2 separate regions of the Sus scrofa genome follow, and region 2 is linked to region 1. The links are chromatin contacts, called in public HiChIP or PLAC-seq maps. All regions are on one chromosome and are shown on one strand. Each heading gives the region's core, a stretch centred on a gene start, on an enhancer-like site or on the middle of the called end of the contact. The rest is flanking DNA. Distances are from core to core; before and after follow the strand shown. Region 1 overlaps SNX10 (sorting nexin-10). Region 2 has its middle 30 kb from the start of NFE2L3.

Region 1 (4,389 bases), core at 789-3,288:
TGAGCCACAAGATGGCGCTCTAATACAGGAAATGAACTACTGAGCTTCGCCCTGCAGCAGTTATTAGCCTTTCAGCAGGGCTAACATTCTCCCCCACTGGCTCATAGGACACTCGACTCTTGCAAAGCACTTTGCTCACATCTCCTGTCCCGTCACAAGAGTTTCTGCACACTTACTTTCTGAGGAAATCTTCCAAACCCTGACGGCGCTGATCTACGTGCTGGCGATTATTCATGTTGAAAAACAGGTTTTTAGATGGAAGTTCTGGCAGTTGTCTTATGAGAAAGAAAAAAAATTTTTTTAATCATCAAATCAAGGCAGTTTAGTTACAGAAACCCTCCAAAATGAAAGTAAATTATGCATAATTATCACACAACTATTATATAGTATTATATATATTACATGGTTATGTTATATAAATAATAAGGGTATGAAAAAAATCAATGTAAAGAAAAAGCATTTTTAAACATTTTTGAGGTCTTACATGGTCAATGCTCTATAAAAGTTAGTATAATTCAAGTGCTAAATTTAGGATTCAGATTCAGTAGCCAAAAACCTAACCAAACCATCGTACATTCTCCTATGATGTAATCAAGGAGAAAGCCTACAGGAGTTCCCATTGTGGCGCAGCAGAAACGCATCTGACTAGTATCCATGAGGATTCGGGTTCCATCCCCGCCTTGCTCAGTGGGCTGGGGATCCAGTGTTGCTGCGGCTGTGGTACTACAGGCTGACAGCTGTAGCTCCGATTTGACCCCCAGCCTAGGAACCTATACCATGGTATATACCATGGGTGCGGCCCTAAAAAGCAAAAATAAATTAATAAATAAAAGAAGAAAGCCTTTAAAATCCTTCATATTTAGATATCTTAATACATTTCAATTTTTTAATGGTAGTTGATTTACAAAATTGTGTTAGTTTCAGGTATTTTTCAGATTCTTTTCTATTTTAGGTTATTATAAATACTGAACATAGTTCCCCATACTATACAGAAAATCTTTTTTTAAATACTGACTATAATAATCAAGACTCCTTGGAGTTCCCGTCATGCCTCAGTGGTTAATGAATCTGACTAGGAACCATGAGGTTGCAGGTTTGATCCCTGGCCCAGCATTGCCATGAGCTGTGGTATAGGCCGCATACGTGGCTCAGATCCTGCATTGCTGTGGCTCTGGCGTAGGCCAGTGGCCACAGCTCCGATTAGACCCCCTAGCCTGGGAACCTCCATATGCTGTGGGTGAGGCCCTAGAAAAGAAAGAAGAAAAAAAAAAAAAAAGACTCCTCAATATAAGTGAAGTAAGTCACAAAGAGAAAGACAAATACCCTATGTTATCACTTATATCTGGAATCTAACATATGGCACAAATGAACCTTTCCACAGAAAAGAAAATCACGGACTTGGAGAGCAGGTTGCAAAGGGAGAGGGAGAGGGAGTGGGATGGACTGGGAGTTTGGGGTTCATAGATGCAAACTATTGCCTCTGGAATGGATAAGCAATGAGATCCTGCTGTATAGCACTGGGAACTATATCTGGTCACTTATGACAGAGCATGATCATGTGAGAAAAAAGAATGTATGTGTATGTGTGACTGGGTCACCTTGCTGTACAGTAGAAAATTGACAGAACACTGTAAATCAGCTATAATGGAAAAAAATAAAAATCATTAAAAAAAGAAAAGACTCTTCGATATGCTCTTTCAATCACTTACACCAGCAATGCATTACTCTGGAGCCTCTGCCTCAGCCACACAAATTCTCTATATCTTCTTCTCACACAAGACGTCTTCATTGTAAAACACATGCTATTGGTCTGTTTAAAGAAAACAAAGAAATATAAGCCTCACTTGGGGGGGGGGAATGCTTTTCTTATATCCGTAACCCAGTATATGCCCCAATATTTGCCTAAAGTAGGATTTTAAAAACCAAAAACACATGTGCACTTACGCCAGACTCAAATCCTGCACATAACGCACCCACACAGCACCCTGAAGACAGCTGGGGTGACACGAGTGAGCAGTGCTGACCCTGGAGAAGGCAGACCCCGCCCCTCCCTGAGTCCTGAAGTAGCTTCCTGCTCACTGCTCAGCCCTCCCGTCAGAGACAAGTCATAAGACAAATCTTGAAAATGATCAAAAGAGCTGGGGATCATCATCCGCTGCATCTCGACCCTACCCGTCCCTCCGTAGAGAAGCCTTTAGGCGTCAGAGATGCGATGCGCGTGGCCCCTAACGTGACATCACAGACGCCGTCGAGTCCTTGGTGTGGCCATCACCACCGATCGCACACATCACCCCGAACCCCGAACTCCCCGTGCAACAAGAGACCAGCCTCTCCCTTCTCGGCGAGACACGCGAGGGTGGAAAAAGAGGCGTGTGGCGCACGGCCCATTTCTTGGGACCCCCCAAGCTCCGGCTCCGCCGAGGCAAGTCGCCTGAACTCCAGCTCCCGGAGTGACAGAGGGCGATGAAACAGCAGCACCCCCATTCCACAGGGTGGCTGTCAGGTTTGATAACAAGGGTGTGGCACACGTTCTCTCTTAATATTATTATCAGCTACTAGGCGTGGGTGTCCTTCCCGCTCCCTCAGGGCAGACTTGGAAAAAGCCACCCTGAATCCCCACCTGAAGCAACACAGCGACGCTGCTCCTTTGCATGAACACGAGGCTGGTAAATACGTGTATTTCTCCTTCGTGTAACATGAGAGGGAGAGGCTGGTCTCTTGCGGCGCAGGGGGTCCAGGGTTCGGGGGGACGCGTGGGGATGGCTTTGTGTGACATGAGGCGTGTTCGTCTACTGGTTTCGCCTAAGAAGATCTCTATTTCGCCTATTTATATCAAAATCCTATTTCTAAATCTTCATGCTGACAAATGAGCATTTTTTTTTTTTTTGCCCCCAAGATTTATATTATTTCAAAAACTGTTACTATTCCACTACTTCATTAGGCCGCCGGCAGCCGTCTGCCGTGGGAAGGGTCAGTGCTGACGCGCATCCGTTCCTATAACCACTCCTGTGACGTGCACCGCACGGTTCCTCACATTCCTGAACTTTCCAAAATTCGACAAAACCTCAGGATGCAGGGAGGTTAAGAGACTTGCCCCCAAAGCAGTTATTGGCCTAAATCCCATCACGGATGATACGGCTGCAAAACATGCCCGGCTGGCGCTGGTGGCACAAAAACAGTGTGTGTGTGGATTTCCAGGCACACCAGGGCCTCCTTCTAATGTGCCCCTTGGGGACTCAGACACAGGCCGTTTATACCAGAATTCCTGTCCTAACGAGGCCCAGGCGGGTGTCCTCTGAGTGCTCTCTCCCCAGAGAGGAGCAGGCCGCTGCAGGGACTCCCGCATCTCAGGCACAGAGAGGCTCCAGCCCAACGTCCTTCCACGTCTCCGCCCAGAGTCACCACGGACGTCAATGACTGCACGGGACGAAGACCTGCACCAAGTCCGCCGTGCGCGGGACAAGCTCAGGGGAGTGTATTCGAAGGACGACCCACCCCTACCGCTCGCTGGTTTAAAATTCCCAGTAAACGCTAAGCCTTCAGAGTCGCCTGGTATCACATCCCTCGAGACTAATTTAGCCGGGTTCAGCACCAGCTTCTCCACCTGCAAAGCCCTATGGGTACAGCATCTCCATGAGGCCGTCTAGAACTCTCCAGCCTCCCCACGCATTCCTCACCATAGGACAACAGGTGGAAGGCTCTTTAGGATGAGATCACTAATTTACTAAGTTCCTCTAAATCTAATTGCTTCTTTCAACCATCTACCAAGCCAAGAACATTTATTTACTGTCAATTTATTAGCACTCCAAAGAAACGCCAGAGTACCAGCAAATACTCTTTGTGGAACCCATCATTTCTGGCTCTCAGTGGACATTTCTGAATTCACACCGTGTTATTTATGTAGAAGAGAAGGATCTATACTTTCATTAACTCCCCGAGGACAATTAAATTTCATGCCTATTACAAAGTGTGTCATAAGGAGCCACACATTTTTTAGAGGGAGTAAAGGGCAGTTAATGAATTTTATCTTCACATGCTTAGTCTTATACACTCACATTACTGTCCACACAGAACATGCATATCTGGTGTGACCTTACGAGCAAAGCCAGATCAAAACACAAGGTGTACCCTGGCAATGGCCTTCGACACAATCATCAACAAAGCAGTTCTGAGTTTTCACTCTATTTGCTAAACTGGGGAACTTTGAAAGAAAAGAGGGAAGAAAGGAGAAAAGGGAAGTTCTGTGGCTGGTATCTGGGTGGCCAATATACTAATTTAGCCATTAACAGTGGGAAGACTAAAGGATGGTTAAAGGGCCTCTCACTTGTGCTACATGAGAACAGGTAAAATCTGAGCCCATTTCTGGGCTCTCATGAGTAAGTCCGGACT
Region 2 (4,389 bases), core at 1,229-3,728, 200 kb after region 1:
AACAGAAGCATTTCTTGCTGAATCTTCCCGACTTCCTTGAGATGCAGTTTTAATAGTGTAATTCACTTCTGTAATAATACCCTGGTGACCTGGGGACTTTGGGACTAAAGTGACATATACTGTTGAAGCTTCGACTGAGCCAGAGGAGAAGCATCTGGACTGCAGATCGTGAGTGTGGGGCAGAGGTGGGCTGGGCTCAGCAATATACTGAGTTCAAAGACTGTAAAGTCATCCGTGACTCCAGCTTCCATCTGTACCGGCAGATCTGACCTAACAGCAGAATCCTTCACAGGAGTCTAAGCACTGGGAATGTTTAAGAGTCAGGAGAAATGAATGCGTTCAAGGGTCTGTGCATAGCGGGACCTCCCAGGGGTGGCGCTGGGGCTGGTGGGTGAGGAGAGGGGGGCGGGAAGAACAGGAAGCCTTGCAGAGCTAAGCGGGTATCAGAGCCCCTTCCTCTTGCAAAGTCACCACTGGGATTTAGGCAGGGGGCCAGCTACCCTGAGCAGAAACCACTAAACCAGAATTTCTTTCACTTGAATCGACCAGAGAACTTGTTGTTGTTGTCTTTTTAGGGCCAAACCCACAGCATATGGAGGTTCCCAGGCTAGGGGTCCAATCGGAACTGTAGCCACTGGCCTACACCACAAGCACAGCAACGCCAGATCCGTGCTTTGTCTGCAATCTACACCACAGCTCACTGCAACACTGGATCCTTAACCCACTGAGTGAGGCCAGGAATCGAACCTGTGTCCTTACGGATACTAGTCAGATTCATTTCCACTGAACCATGATGGGAACTCCAGAACATTGTTTTTTTTAAATCAGGAAAGAAATTCTGTGTTCACTAGACATTGTGGTGACCATTTCACAATATATGCAATATGCATACATTACATACATGTAACGAATCCGTATGTTCTCCACCTGAAAGCAATATAATATTGTATGTCAGTTATGCCTCAATAAATCCAAGCTGAATATTGGATTAAATGGTGGTTATTGTAATTACCAAGTATGTAAAAATACAAAGCTATGTAAACTTCTGCACGTAGTGTTTATATAATTCCGTATTCCTGTTTCCACATGTAAGGTTAGCACTGTCGCATCCTGGAATACGTATGGATGACCGCTGAACAACGCGGGTGTGGACTGCACGGGTCCACTATGTGGCTCTTCTCCATAAACACCTACCTCCGTTCTATGCGATGGGAGGCTGGTTGAATCTGTGGAGGGCCGACTGCACAGTTTTAAGTGGATTGTCAACTCCGCAGGGGGTCGGTGCCCCAACCCCTGTGTTGTTCAAGAGTCGACAGTATATACCATGCTGTGCCAGTCCCATCATACACACATAACAGTAAAATTATAAAACAGTACAGTGCTGCAGTTCAGCACACAGGCTCTGGGGCCAGGGCCACTTTAGTTCCCATCCTAGAGCCACCACCTCCTTGGTATGTAACCTTAGGAAGTTACTGTTGCTGCGCCTCAGCTAACTTGCTGGGAAATGCACCTAATAGCACCTATCTGGGTTCTGGTGAGGATTAAATGAACGAATCAATGGAAAGAGCTTAGCTCAGGGCCTGGCAGGCAGTAAGCTCTCCGCAGGTACTAGCTATCCCTTGGCCCGTTATCATAAAAACAGAGTCCACGTCTGAATGAAGCCCAAGAATCTGCAAAATCAGTATGATTCATAAGCCACGGTCGTTTGATTTAACAATCGGTTGTTCTGAAACGAGTCGGTTGGGGTGGGTTTATAAAGGGAGGATGTGGTCTCAAGTCCAGGTCTCCATTTGCTTTGGCCTTGGGGTTCACTGCTAAAGCAGAGGATGCCCTGGCCTTATCTGCTCATGTAGAATTAGACCTCATAGTTAATTAAACTTCTACCCTTAAGCATTCCTGGAGGGCCAATTCTAATGAAATGCCACTTGCTACCTCTGTGGAACTGTCTCGTTCATTCACAAGTAAGGTTAGCACTGCCACATCCTGGAAATGGGCATTGAGTGAGTGTCTCGATGCATTACTGCCACCGGGAGGAACGGAAAAGTCCTCCGTTGTTCACTCTCTGCTACAGTCACAATAAACGAACTTCTGCCAGCCAGCAGAGTGCAAAATAGAACCGAAGAACAGAATGAGAACGTGGTTCTGGCTACTACAAGGCGGCTTTCAGTTTGCACATCAAAACACTTGGCACGCTACTACTGATTCAAATTATGTCGGATCCTTCATTGTTCACGTGACAAGAATGTATTCACAAATATAAATAATATACACTAAATCATATGGCAGGCTATTAATTTCTTAAAAAAAGATTATCATCAAAATGAAAAACAGAAAATTGAAAAAAACAATCCCAACCACTACTGTTTTAGAGAATTGGAGACTCTTGAGATTCCAAGGACTCTCTCTCTTTGGTTACTCAGTGCCTGGTATACAGGGGTTGCTCAATAAATATTTGCATCTGAATGAGGAAAAGAAACTAGTAAGGGGAAATGAAGGCCACTTCCATTCCTGTGGTCTGGACCCACAGGGTGAGCCCAGGGTGCTGGGACTTGGAGGTTGGCAGAGCCACAGCGCTCACTTCCGGCTCTGGCTCCAGGCACGTTCAGGGAACAATTAGGAACAGGGCTGGTTGGGCCCAAGATGTCAGGTCTGGAAACGAGGACCTAATTACCAGCCACAGAGATGGAGGGTGGGGCTGAGAGCCTGCGGTTGGGATTATGGCAGAAACTGGGACTGCCAGCCCTGCACCTGGGGCCCGTGTGCAAGACAGAGTCTGGGTAAACCGGTTCAGGGTGCGGGCAGGGAGCGAGATAACCTCTGCCATGGATCAATCTCCCTAAACAGTGGACCATCCATGCCAGGTGCCTTTATATGAAGATGGGTCATTTTGTTCAACCAGAGAAGAATTCATTTGAACTTGAAGTGCCCGACAAACGGAATCCAGGATGCAACCGTCTCTCAGTAGATCAAGATTGGCTCACATCCACAGCAGAGCAGCCCACAGGGTGGCAGAGTCCCGGGCCCAAACCAAGAGCTCAGGATTCCTTCTGGCTCTTTTGGAGCCTGGTATCTGTGTTTTAAACACGCTCCCCACGTGATTCGGATGCAGGAGGCTGCCTCCTTAAAGGCAGAGGCAGACCTGGCTTAGCGAAATAAGCTGCTGAGATAATTAAACAGCCAGACAATCTTTACTGATTTGCTACCCTCTGCAGGGCTCTGGGGCTGGGTTTCCGCAAGAGGTGACTGTCCAGTGGTATTCCCAGTCCTGCCCTCTCTGTGTGCCCCACCCTCGCCGACTGCTTTTTCCTGTAATTAAGCCTCCCTCTTGTGTCCTAGTTTTACTTGCTGGCTCCCTGCATTGTTCCCTCGTGCCCAAATCCATGCTGTATTTGTCCCTTTGTTCCTCTGAGATCGAACTTCCTGAAGCTGTAGGGGTCACTCAGGTTTGGGGAACTTACCTGCCCCGAGCCCGGCTGCAGCTGTATGGGCTCTGTGCCCAGGTCAGCCACAGCCAACTGGAGAGTGACTCAAAAATAACCGCCCTGGGCAGACTGCAGGTGTGTGTTCCTGGGAGAGACAAACTGGTTCTCTTCTTAGGAATTGAGGAGTTTGGAGTCTAGTGTCATCACAGACCGTGTTTAATTCATACCTAGATTTGAGGGACATAAGAAAAAGGACACAGGGTAGAAAAAAAGAGGGGCCACTTTTCAGCTGTGGCAGTTCCACCTCCCCCGAGATCTGGCTGCATGTGTGTCCTTTTCACATGCCTTGCTGTGGACAGGACCGCAAGTCCTAACACTGTCTCCCTGAGCCGGTGCATCCCAGCCATGTCTACACGGGTCTCTCCCACCTGCCTGGACAACCCCCAACCCCGCTCAGCATTACTTTAATTACTCCCTATTACTTTATTGCTCTTACTTGGATGGGCCTCACCTGTGTGTGGCGTGGGGTGTGGGGGTGTGGGGGGAGTGTGGGGTATGGCCCCAGCATCTCAGAGCACCTCATTTTGGGGACTAGCCTATCCCATGACCAGCCATGTCCTTGATACAGCCTATGTTTAGACTTCAGTATAAAATAAGTTTTTTCAGAGTTTCCATCGTGGTGCAATGGAAACGAATCCAACTAGGAACGATGAGGTTGCAGGTTTGATTCCTGGCCTCACTCAGTGGGTCGGGGATCCGGTGTTGCTGTGGCTGTGGTGTAGGCTGGCGGCTACAGCTCCAATTTGACCCCCACCCTGGGAACCTCCATATGCCGCACATGTGCCCCTAAAAAGATAAAAGACAAAAAAAAAAAGTTTTAATTTCTGATCCATTCTTACATTTTGGAAAAGAAATATCACTTCCTTGTTTTTTTTTAAAAGACCAGACATTCGGAGTTCCCGTCATG

Evidence for each region. HiChIP or PLAC-seq counts read pairs in DNA pulled down with a chosen protein or histone mark.
Region 2: an H3K27ac HiChIP or PLAC-seq map of alveolar macrophages shows a contact between it and region 1. The contact joins two enhancer-like sites. A contact is called at or near these places in 1 of 5 promoter capture datasets (liver), 13 of 47 Hi-C or Micro-C datasets (adipose tissue, alveolar macrophages, blood and 8 more) and 1 of 2 datasets of contacts at active chromatin or transcription factors (alveolar macrophages).

The regions. Positions count from the first base shown.
Region 1 is chr18:46,074,078-46,078,466 of Sscrofa11.1, forward strand. SNX10 (sorting nexin-10) reads right to left here. Exons shown (of 7, transcript XM_021079049.1): 4 at 1,710-1,810; 5 at 177-275. Among named protein-coding and RNA genes, the nearest start is that of SNX10, 67 kb to the right of the region's middle. Within about 2 kb of position 2,039, at least 4 of the 83 cell types and tissues checked have an H3K27ac peak or open chromatin away from gene starts, as enhancers often do. A contact at or near this core is called in alveolar macrophages, where this site is marked.
Region 2 is chr18:46,278,458-46,282,846 of Sscrofa11.1, forward strand. No RefSeq gene overlaps it. Among named protein-coding and RNA genes, the nearest start is that of NFE2L3, 30 kb to the left of the region's middle. Within about 2 kb of position 2,479, at least 11 of the 83 cell types and tissues checked have an H3K27ac peak or open chromatin away from gene starts, as enhancers often do. A contact at or near this core is called in alveolar macrophages, where this site is marked.